2 separate regions of the Mus musculus genome follow, and region 2 is linked to region 1. The links are chromatin contacts, called in public HiChIP or PLAC-seq maps. All regions are on one chromosome and are shown on one strand. Each heading gives the region's core, a stretch centred on a gene start, on an enhancer-like site or on the middle of the called end of the contact. The rest is flanking DNA. Distances are from core to core; before and after follow the strand shown. Region 1 overlaps Gm12610 (predicted gene 12610). Region 2 overlaps Gm49890 (predicted gene, 49890).

Evidence for each region. HiChIP or PLAC-seq counts read pairs in DNA pulled down with a chosen protein or histone mark.
Region 2: a FOXA1 HiChIP or PLAC-seq map of pancreatic cancer cells shows a contact between it and region 1. The contact joins two enhancer-like sites. A contact is called at or near these places in 1 of 15 datasets of contacts at CTCF or cohesin (the NIH/3T3 cell line), 2 of 484 Hi-C or Micro-C datasets (MC3T3-E1-derived osteoblasts and reprogramming fibroblasts) and 4 of 115 datasets of contacts at active chromatin or transcription factors (bone marrow-derived dendritic cells, embryonic stem cells, pancreatic cancer cells and 1 more).

Annotation. Positions count from the first base shown.
Region 1 is chr4:89,506,449-89,510,377 of GRCm38.p6, forward strand. The region is part of intron 7 of Gm12610 (predicted gene 12610); the gene reads left to right. Among named protein-coding and RNA genes, the nearest start is that of Dmrta1, 180 kb to the right of the region's middle. Within about 2 kb of position 1,798, at least 40 of the 459 cell types and tissues checked have an H3K27ac peak or open chromatin away from gene starts, as enhancers often do. A contact at or near this core is called in the NIH/3T3 cell line and pancreatic cancer cells, where this site is marked.
Region 2 is chr4:88,936,831-88,940,759 of GRCm38.p6, forward strand. All of the region lies in intron 1 of Gm49890 (predicted gene, 49890), which reads right to left. Among named protein-coding and RNA genes, the nearest start is that of Gm49890, 3.2 kb to the right of the region's middle. Within about 2 kb of position 1,716, at least 144 of the 459 cell types and tissues checked have an H3K27ac peak or open chromatin away from gene starts, as enhancers often do. A contact at or near this core is called in the NIH/3T3 cell line and pancreatic cancer cells, where this site is marked.

The DNA of each region.
Region 1 (3,929 bases), core at 548-3,047:
GTTATGAATGCTTCAAATAATACATAACAATAAATAATAAATAATAGATGCTAATCATTCTGAAATATAGCTACAAACACACACATGTGTAAAAGCCCATTCTGGTGTACTAACATATACATATTTTATAGTACTGGGCATTGACCCTAGAGCCTCACAGTGACTATGCATTCCATCACTGAGCTAAATCTTCAAGCCTGTTTTTAGGTTTTTTTTTTTGTTTTTTGTTTTTTGTTTTGTAGGATAGTGTCTCACTAAGTTGCCCAGGTTGGCCTTGAATTTACTCTGTAGTCTAGGCTAGTCTCAGACTTGCAGTTCCTGCCTCTATTTCCTAAGCAGGCCTCTGATATGAAGACTGATGACCATGTACATTTTTTAAAAAATAAATGCATAAAATAACAAGAGGCCCTAAGCTGATTAAAATGAGTAATAGAATCCTAATAAGCACAAATGATGTTTAGTGGTAATTAGAACAGTTGTCATAATATGAAAATATCTGACATATTAGAGAAAATGCTCGTTATTATTCTAATGACCACAATTTCTGCTTTTTCTTCTCATAATAGTCAGAAATACTAAGTTATGAGACACCAGTTATAAAAACAAATACATAGCATTTCCCTACTCCATTTTATAGATCCTGTGAATGGAAGGGGCTATGGAGCCCACGTAAGGACCTTTGCTTTGAGCTGGTCACTTACTGCTGTCAGGGGCATGATGGCACCAAAAACCTGGTAATCTTTCAGACTAGGATTTCAGCTTTACTTTCATTACTGGATCCTCACAGAGATGGTGGTTCGAGGCCCTTTGATTTCTCTGGTTGAAGGATTTTGCCTGTAGGTGTCTGATGCAGATTTTCTTTTCTCACACACTGGCTACAAGGGTGACATGGGAGAGTTGCTCAGTGTGCCTTTGACACCATTGTCTTTTGGGAATCCCAGCTTCGGGGCTGTTTTTCAACTTATTGGCATGGAGTCCTAGGTCCTCCTGAATCACAAAGACCCACAAGGCAAATGCTGATTCTGGTCCTTGGATGGCTCTGTGGTTATGTGATTTCTCGTCACTTCTGATCTCTCAGAATTTCCCTGACTTTCTCAGATACACATTCATTTTTCAAAAGAAAATCACTCTACAAAGCTTCCGTTTTTGTTTCCTGTTGGATGACCTTCTCCTGAGAGGGTTTCTTTGGGTAGCTAGAATATTGTCCTGATTCTGATCAAATTAATCTTGCCTAATCCTGTTTGATGCTTGCAGACATCCTATGACATAGCTCATCAGAGATGAAGAGAGGAGAAAGTAAGCAGCCTTTTGGTTTGATCAATAAATGAGTGAATTTTTATGCTACCACATAAATGAGTAATGGTGTATTTTGAGGTTATGCGACATGCCATCACGTTGACGAATTAGGAATACCCCTCTTTGGAGAGAGTGGTACCTTTTTAACTTGCTCCAGGAAAAATAAAAAGAAAAAATAAAAAGAATTTATATACATTGCCATTATAAACAGTCTTTTAAGAGAAAAGTTCTCTGAAATGGACCCACACTGTCCTGTCATTTACTACCCCCTCTTCTACACTGCTAGGTGTGTTTCTCTTCTTCTCCTCTCCTCCTTCTTCATCCTCCTCCTCTCCTCTCTTCCCTCCTTCTTCTTTTTCATTTTATTAATTTTTTTTTAAAAAAAAACCAGCCTCATTATGAAGTTCCTGCATTTCTACTCTGTACCATGGCCTGATGGGCTCCTTGCTCATTTTTCTGGGGATTGCGAGGTGTCTGGTGTCTGTCTTGCAGTGTTCCTTGTTGAGATGAGTCACAACAGAAATGCAATCTCAGACATTTCTTCTGCCGTGCAGCAGACCATGAAGCAAAGCAGAGGGCAATCTGTTTATAAGTCAAACAACTACACTTGCAGAGAAAGCTAAGCAGTCAGCTTTGTCCAGGCTGGGAAGCCAATCTTACTGAATTTCTTTGCTTGGGCTACTACAAAATGAGCTCAACACAATACACAGGTCTACTGGGTCCCTTAAAGAAGCCTGCACAGGGGTTCACCTAAGCTGCACAAAAAATCTCCATCAGTTTCTCTCATCCCCCTCCCCCTTTCAATCGGCAAGTGTTTTGTAAGCACCTGCAGTGAGCAGACAGCAAGCAAGGAGGTGGTAAAATCCACAGGGAAGCATAAGGAAATGATTAACACGTTTGGTTTGTTAGGACTGCTAAGTGCAAATGGCCTTAGAGGCATAAAGCGCTGGCTCCACACATTTGTCTTTCTACTCTGCTGCCCGTATTTTTGCTGGTTTTCCCCAGCTGGCCTTGCTGGCCCCTCAAGGTTTTTCTTTTTCTTCATTCTTTTCCTGTCTTCCTGCGCATGTGCCAATTGATTACTACACATTATCAGTGCTTTCTCTCAAGAGCAGGCCATCTCAGGTCAGGCCCCTCATTCTGAGCCCTCCTAGGACTAACTGAGGTACTTCATCATATAGACACATTTCCCCCCGGAACTTCTCTCGTCTCTTTTCTGTTCCAGCCCCAGCAGTTTATACCTGCCCACCTGCTTTGGCTTTTTCTCTTGCTCATTTACGCACTTATTTATGTGTGTTAACTTCCCAAGAATTCTCTCTTAACATTTCAAAAGTATCTCTCATCTTTCATTATGAGTTGTTTGCAACTCCTACAAACCTAATGCTGCAAAATTAGTTCTTATATTTTTTGAGATTATAATATAATTAATTACATCATTTCCCCCTTCCCTTTCCTTCCTTCAAAGCTTCCCATAAACCCTTGCTTGCTCTTTCTCAGATTCATGATGTCTTTTTTATTCATGATTGGTGTGTGTACACACACACACACACACACACACACACACACACACACACATATATATTCCTAAATATATATGTACAACTGCTCAACCTGATTAATATTACTTGTACGTATGCGTTCAGGGCTGACCACTTCGTGTTACATAAGCAATAATTGGTTATTGGATAATTAGTGTGCCCTTCCCTGGGGAAGACTATTTTCCCATTATCAAGGTTCCTTAGTTGAAAATCTGATTTTTTTTTAATCTTCAACAACTCAGAAATATTTCAATATGTGTGGAAGTTTTTTTAAATTCATCTGACTACTGGGGCTAAATTTAGCCAAGGCATTGTCATTGTACAGAGTCAAACTTCATAGGCTTATTGTTAGTTGCAAGATGTGACTATACACAAAATAACCATAAAAGTTGTAGTCATAGAATAAATACCGATTGGCCAAACAGTGCATCTCCTCTCTTCATTTGTCATTTCCTTTCTTTCCTCATGTAATTATTTCTTCATTTGTTTCTTTACCTACGTCTGGAAGAAAATACTCTACGTGGCCATCATTGTTCCTAGTGCATGGGAGGTACAGGGTGGCATAGGAGGATGTGGGGCCTACCCTGGAAGATGGGGAGGTGTGTTGTTTGAATATGCCAAGAAAAAAAAATAAAACAGGTTGCATACTACCATGTCCAGTGTGCCTTTGGTTTAACCCTCTTTGAGATCCCTTGGTCATCTATTATCCCGGGGGAATTTTGTTAGATTCACATTTCCAGTGTGGTGACAGATGTGCGTTACATTTAAATGAAGCCGGAGCACAACACAGTGCCTTACTGAGGCGTAATGCAGCAGTGCCTTTGAGAAAAAAATAACGTGTACTCTCTGTGAGAAGCACCCTCCTGTATCTGCGGTGCCAGACAACGGATTTCAGATGCATTTATGACATCTGGTGCTCTTTGCTGCCTGTTATCTCTGAGCTGAGTGAACCTGCTGCCTATGTCGCAGTGTTGGCAGAGGGGTGGCCAGGAGTGGAGCTTTGTCAGAGGATACCGAACCCTCCGAATGACAAGAGGCTGTGCAAGTGTCAGTGGCTATAGTTTTAGGAGGTGTTTTAGAGTGTAAGGGGAAAGG
Region 2 (3,929 bases), core at 466-2,965, 570 kb before region 1:
ATCACTGAAGAAAATTATTGTTAAAACAAATCAATTAATGTTCTATAAGTACCCTAAATAGTTAACAACGGTATTTAATATAGCTTCAGTTCTGGGGCAAATCAAGAAAAATGATTTCAAAATGAGGGGAAAATGATACACATTTCTTGTTCTCCATTTTTTTCCACTTCCATTTTTATAAAGATATTCAAATAGTAGATGTCTCATAGCTTTCGTCCTATAATAACCTATTTAAAACAAGCCGAGTCCACACTGTCCGTCAAGGATTTAGTCACTACTATGTACTCTTCAGAATTTATAAAACTTCAAGAGCCTTCTAGGCTCTTCTAGCTTTCAGGCTTCTTGCTCTCTCTCACATCAACCATGAAGGCAATACCTACGTATAAAATAAAGACCTAATATGATGTAAAAGAAAAGTTTCCAGAAGGCCCACCCCACCTCCAAAAAAAAGTCTATTAAACACGAATCAAAAATGCCTATTTGGGGACCCAACCTAGTTTTCAAGAGGCCCTGTACAAGTTACAAAGGAGAAAGGAAGCGAACTATATTACTTCCTTGGTGGGGGACAACCGCACAATATTATTTTAAGCCTTTTTTTTTTTGATGATAAAAATCAAAATAAAATACCTACGGAACTGCCTCTGGAGATACTGAACAATAACCAGAATGACAGTGGGAAACAACTTAAAAAGTTAGCTCCCCTCCAACCAAACACGAGAAACTCAATAAACCTAAAGTCGAGCGTCACTTTTAAATCACTTAAAACAAAAATCAAGTCAACCAAAACTTTCTCAAAACAAATGATAAAACTGAGCATTGTCGAAACTCCCGTTCACCAAGTATTTTAATCCACAGGTAATAAACTCCCGCAAAATAAATAAATAAATAAAAATAAAAAATTCGTGCCTACTTCCCCCTCTAATTCCACTTCAAAGGTGCCAGGATTTCAATGAGGAAGCTGAAAGACGGGATTCGGATTCCAGAAGCAGTCCCCAGGCAGGAGGGCCACAGCTCCAACCCTTGGTGCAGGTTGTGAGCCCCATTGCCTGTCCCTGTCCTTTAGCTCTTTAGGAGGCCACCTAAGCTTGTTTCGCTGCTCCCTACGCGGCCACTGCCTGGCTGAGGAAACCCTGCAGCAGCCGAGGAGCCGGCCCTTCCAAGGGAGGGTCACGGAGAGAAGGGGCAGGAGCTGACGAACATCCTTCATCCTTTTTCCACCATACGAGTACGAACTGAAAACAAGCGAATCCTCGGCTGTGGGGGTTCTCACCGCACGCCTCGTTTCTGTGCACTCCACCGGAGAAGCCCCCGGGAAGTTTCCAAAGCACCCAGAGTTTGAAATGGTGCGTGGGCAACGCGGGGACTCCCCAGCGGAGAGCGCTCCAGCACGCACGCCGCGCTCTGCTTCCCTGCGCGCTCGAGGATCGCGCGCGGCCCGAGCGTGTGGCCGAGCGCGGGTGGCTGTGCGGGACCGCGCCTCCGCTCCCCACGCGCGCCGCCGAGCCGCCTCGTCCCTCGGCTCCCACCAACCCCAGGGTGGCTCGCCGCGCGCCCGGGCCCGCTTACCTGCGGCCTCCACGCACCCCGCGCGCGCCTCTGCGTCCCGCGTTGTGCGCAGGTCGAAAGAAAGCGCCGCGGGCTGTGCCACCTCCGCGCGCCCACACCTGCCGCGCGGCCCGACGCCCCGCCCCGGCCCCGCCCCGACGGGACCGGCCGCGCCTCCGCCCGGCCAGCACCAGCTGCAGCCGGCGCAGCTCCCGAGCGCCGCGGCTAGGCAAGGTTCGCGACAGTCACCGCTGGGGCGGCAGCCACCGCGTGGCAACCTGCGCGAGCCCCGGCATTCTTGACCAGCAGGCCAGCGGCGATGCTGGCAGGGGTCTTCAGAAACCCTGGCGACTGGTGCAGCCCAGGGATCCAATGGCGTTCAAGCCGGAGGGGAGCTCTCCCATCCCTGGCATCCTGGTCTTGGCTGCCTTGAGGCCTTCCTGGACGTTTTTTTTCTGTACCCACCTGCTCCGGATCTTGTTCTTGAGCAGCCTGAGTGCTGCTCTCTGAATCTCTTTACTGGCGTTGCCTTTGTATGAATGCTCCCGTGCACTGCCCTGTCTCCAAGCACGTCATTTTTATTGTCCGATGAGATTCATGTTTAATACTAGAGCGTACAAGCAGAGACATGCGCTTTCCCAATCCTTTCCATGTAAGTTTCAATTACCTAAAAGGTAGAGGTTAGGTTGCCCATCTTGGAAATTCTCAAGCAAATACAGAATTATACACAGCAACATATTTTTTTTTCTGTAGTCTGCAAGCACAGCATGAGGCCTTTTACACTGATTTAAGAGGGTGGAAATTGTCTTTGTACAAGTAAATGCAATTACATTTTAGCAAAAGTCCCATTACCCACCAAGAAAAATTCTACAAGTGGGGTGAGGAAAGGAGACGAATAAAATTCATGGTGATGTTTAATTAATGATGAGATAACATCTCAGTGTAAAAAAAAAATCACATATTCAAACCAGGTGAAAATTACTCACCAGATGTTCCTTAATGAGGTGGTACTCATTTGCTTAGCCGACTACAGAAAAGACAAGCCAAATAGGGTTGATTTATTACACAAATTACACTAACATGCATATATATGAGCTTAAGACTTATGTGAGAAACTCGGGTTTAATTTTTCCTTATGAAGCAGGTGCATAAAATGTTTTTTTTTAATGCTCTCTCCTACACCCAAGTTATGTGTGTTAAGGTCGTGATGATTAATGGTTAACAGTGTTGAATGCACAATGGTAGGAACCATTACACTTCACCTGAAAATGGCTCTGACTCATGAACTCCATTTTGAAGAACTGAAAACTCTCAAGGTTGATCCACTACCTTGATCAAAAAATAAGAATCGGCAGTCAAACATGTCACTATTAAAGTAATTGTGAAGTTTTTTTGAAGTTAGCTTTAAAGTTTATAGTCTGAGTGCAGAGGGGGGAGAATCAAATACCCCCAAATCATGAAAAGCAAGCCTTAAAATGAGAATCTAGAAAGAGCTAAGTGTTTGTCTATCCATAGAAAACCCAAAAGCATGCTTTGAAGTGCAAAAATATTACTCTAATTTTATTTATTGAATCAGGATGTTGTCAAATGTAAGTGGCCATTTAAACATAATTCTTTTGGTGAAATGGGAAGGGGGGGTGGTAATATAAACCCGGCCAGGAAAGACTCAAACTCCAACAGAAAACCTAATAGATGAGCAACTACAGGCACTTCATTTATGGGACTTTTTTTCTTTAAGGTTTAAGCAGAAGTCTAAATTACTATTACAGATGAAACTGCTTAATGCTTATCTAAAATTATATAGCATGATACTTTGAATAGCAAATAATCAAAAAAAGATAATACATTTCAAATTATAAACATCAATGTAAAGAAAAACAAACATTTGTCTTTCAGGCTTTGATCCAGGCAGACAAGTTATTTGTCCCCCAAACAAATACATAATTTTGAACACCCAAGTGCTACACAAAGCATAGAAAAGAGGCCCCCTTCTCACCCATTAAAGTTCCGATGGGCTTGTGAACGGAACATAGCAAACAGTTTCAGTGTTGGCTGCTCACCCAACCCATTGGAAAGGTTGCCAGTTTCTTAGACTTTAAATATGATTTTTAAGAAATATTTCTTTTTAATGGGAAAAAAACCTAACAGGCAACATAACAGCTCTCTTCCCATAGTGTTCCCATCTGTTAAAACTAGACGGTGGCGGATGAATATCTGAGAGTATTCTCAAGTGTCGTACAGTTAAAGATAAGATGAAAGTAAATGGAAAAAAATATGTGATTAATAAAACAGTAAAGCTTTCAAAAACAAATGTGGTTCCTCATTTGTCCTTAGGAAACATAAAGTTTTCAGATGTTTAAAAGAATCTTCTTCTAGCTTTAATT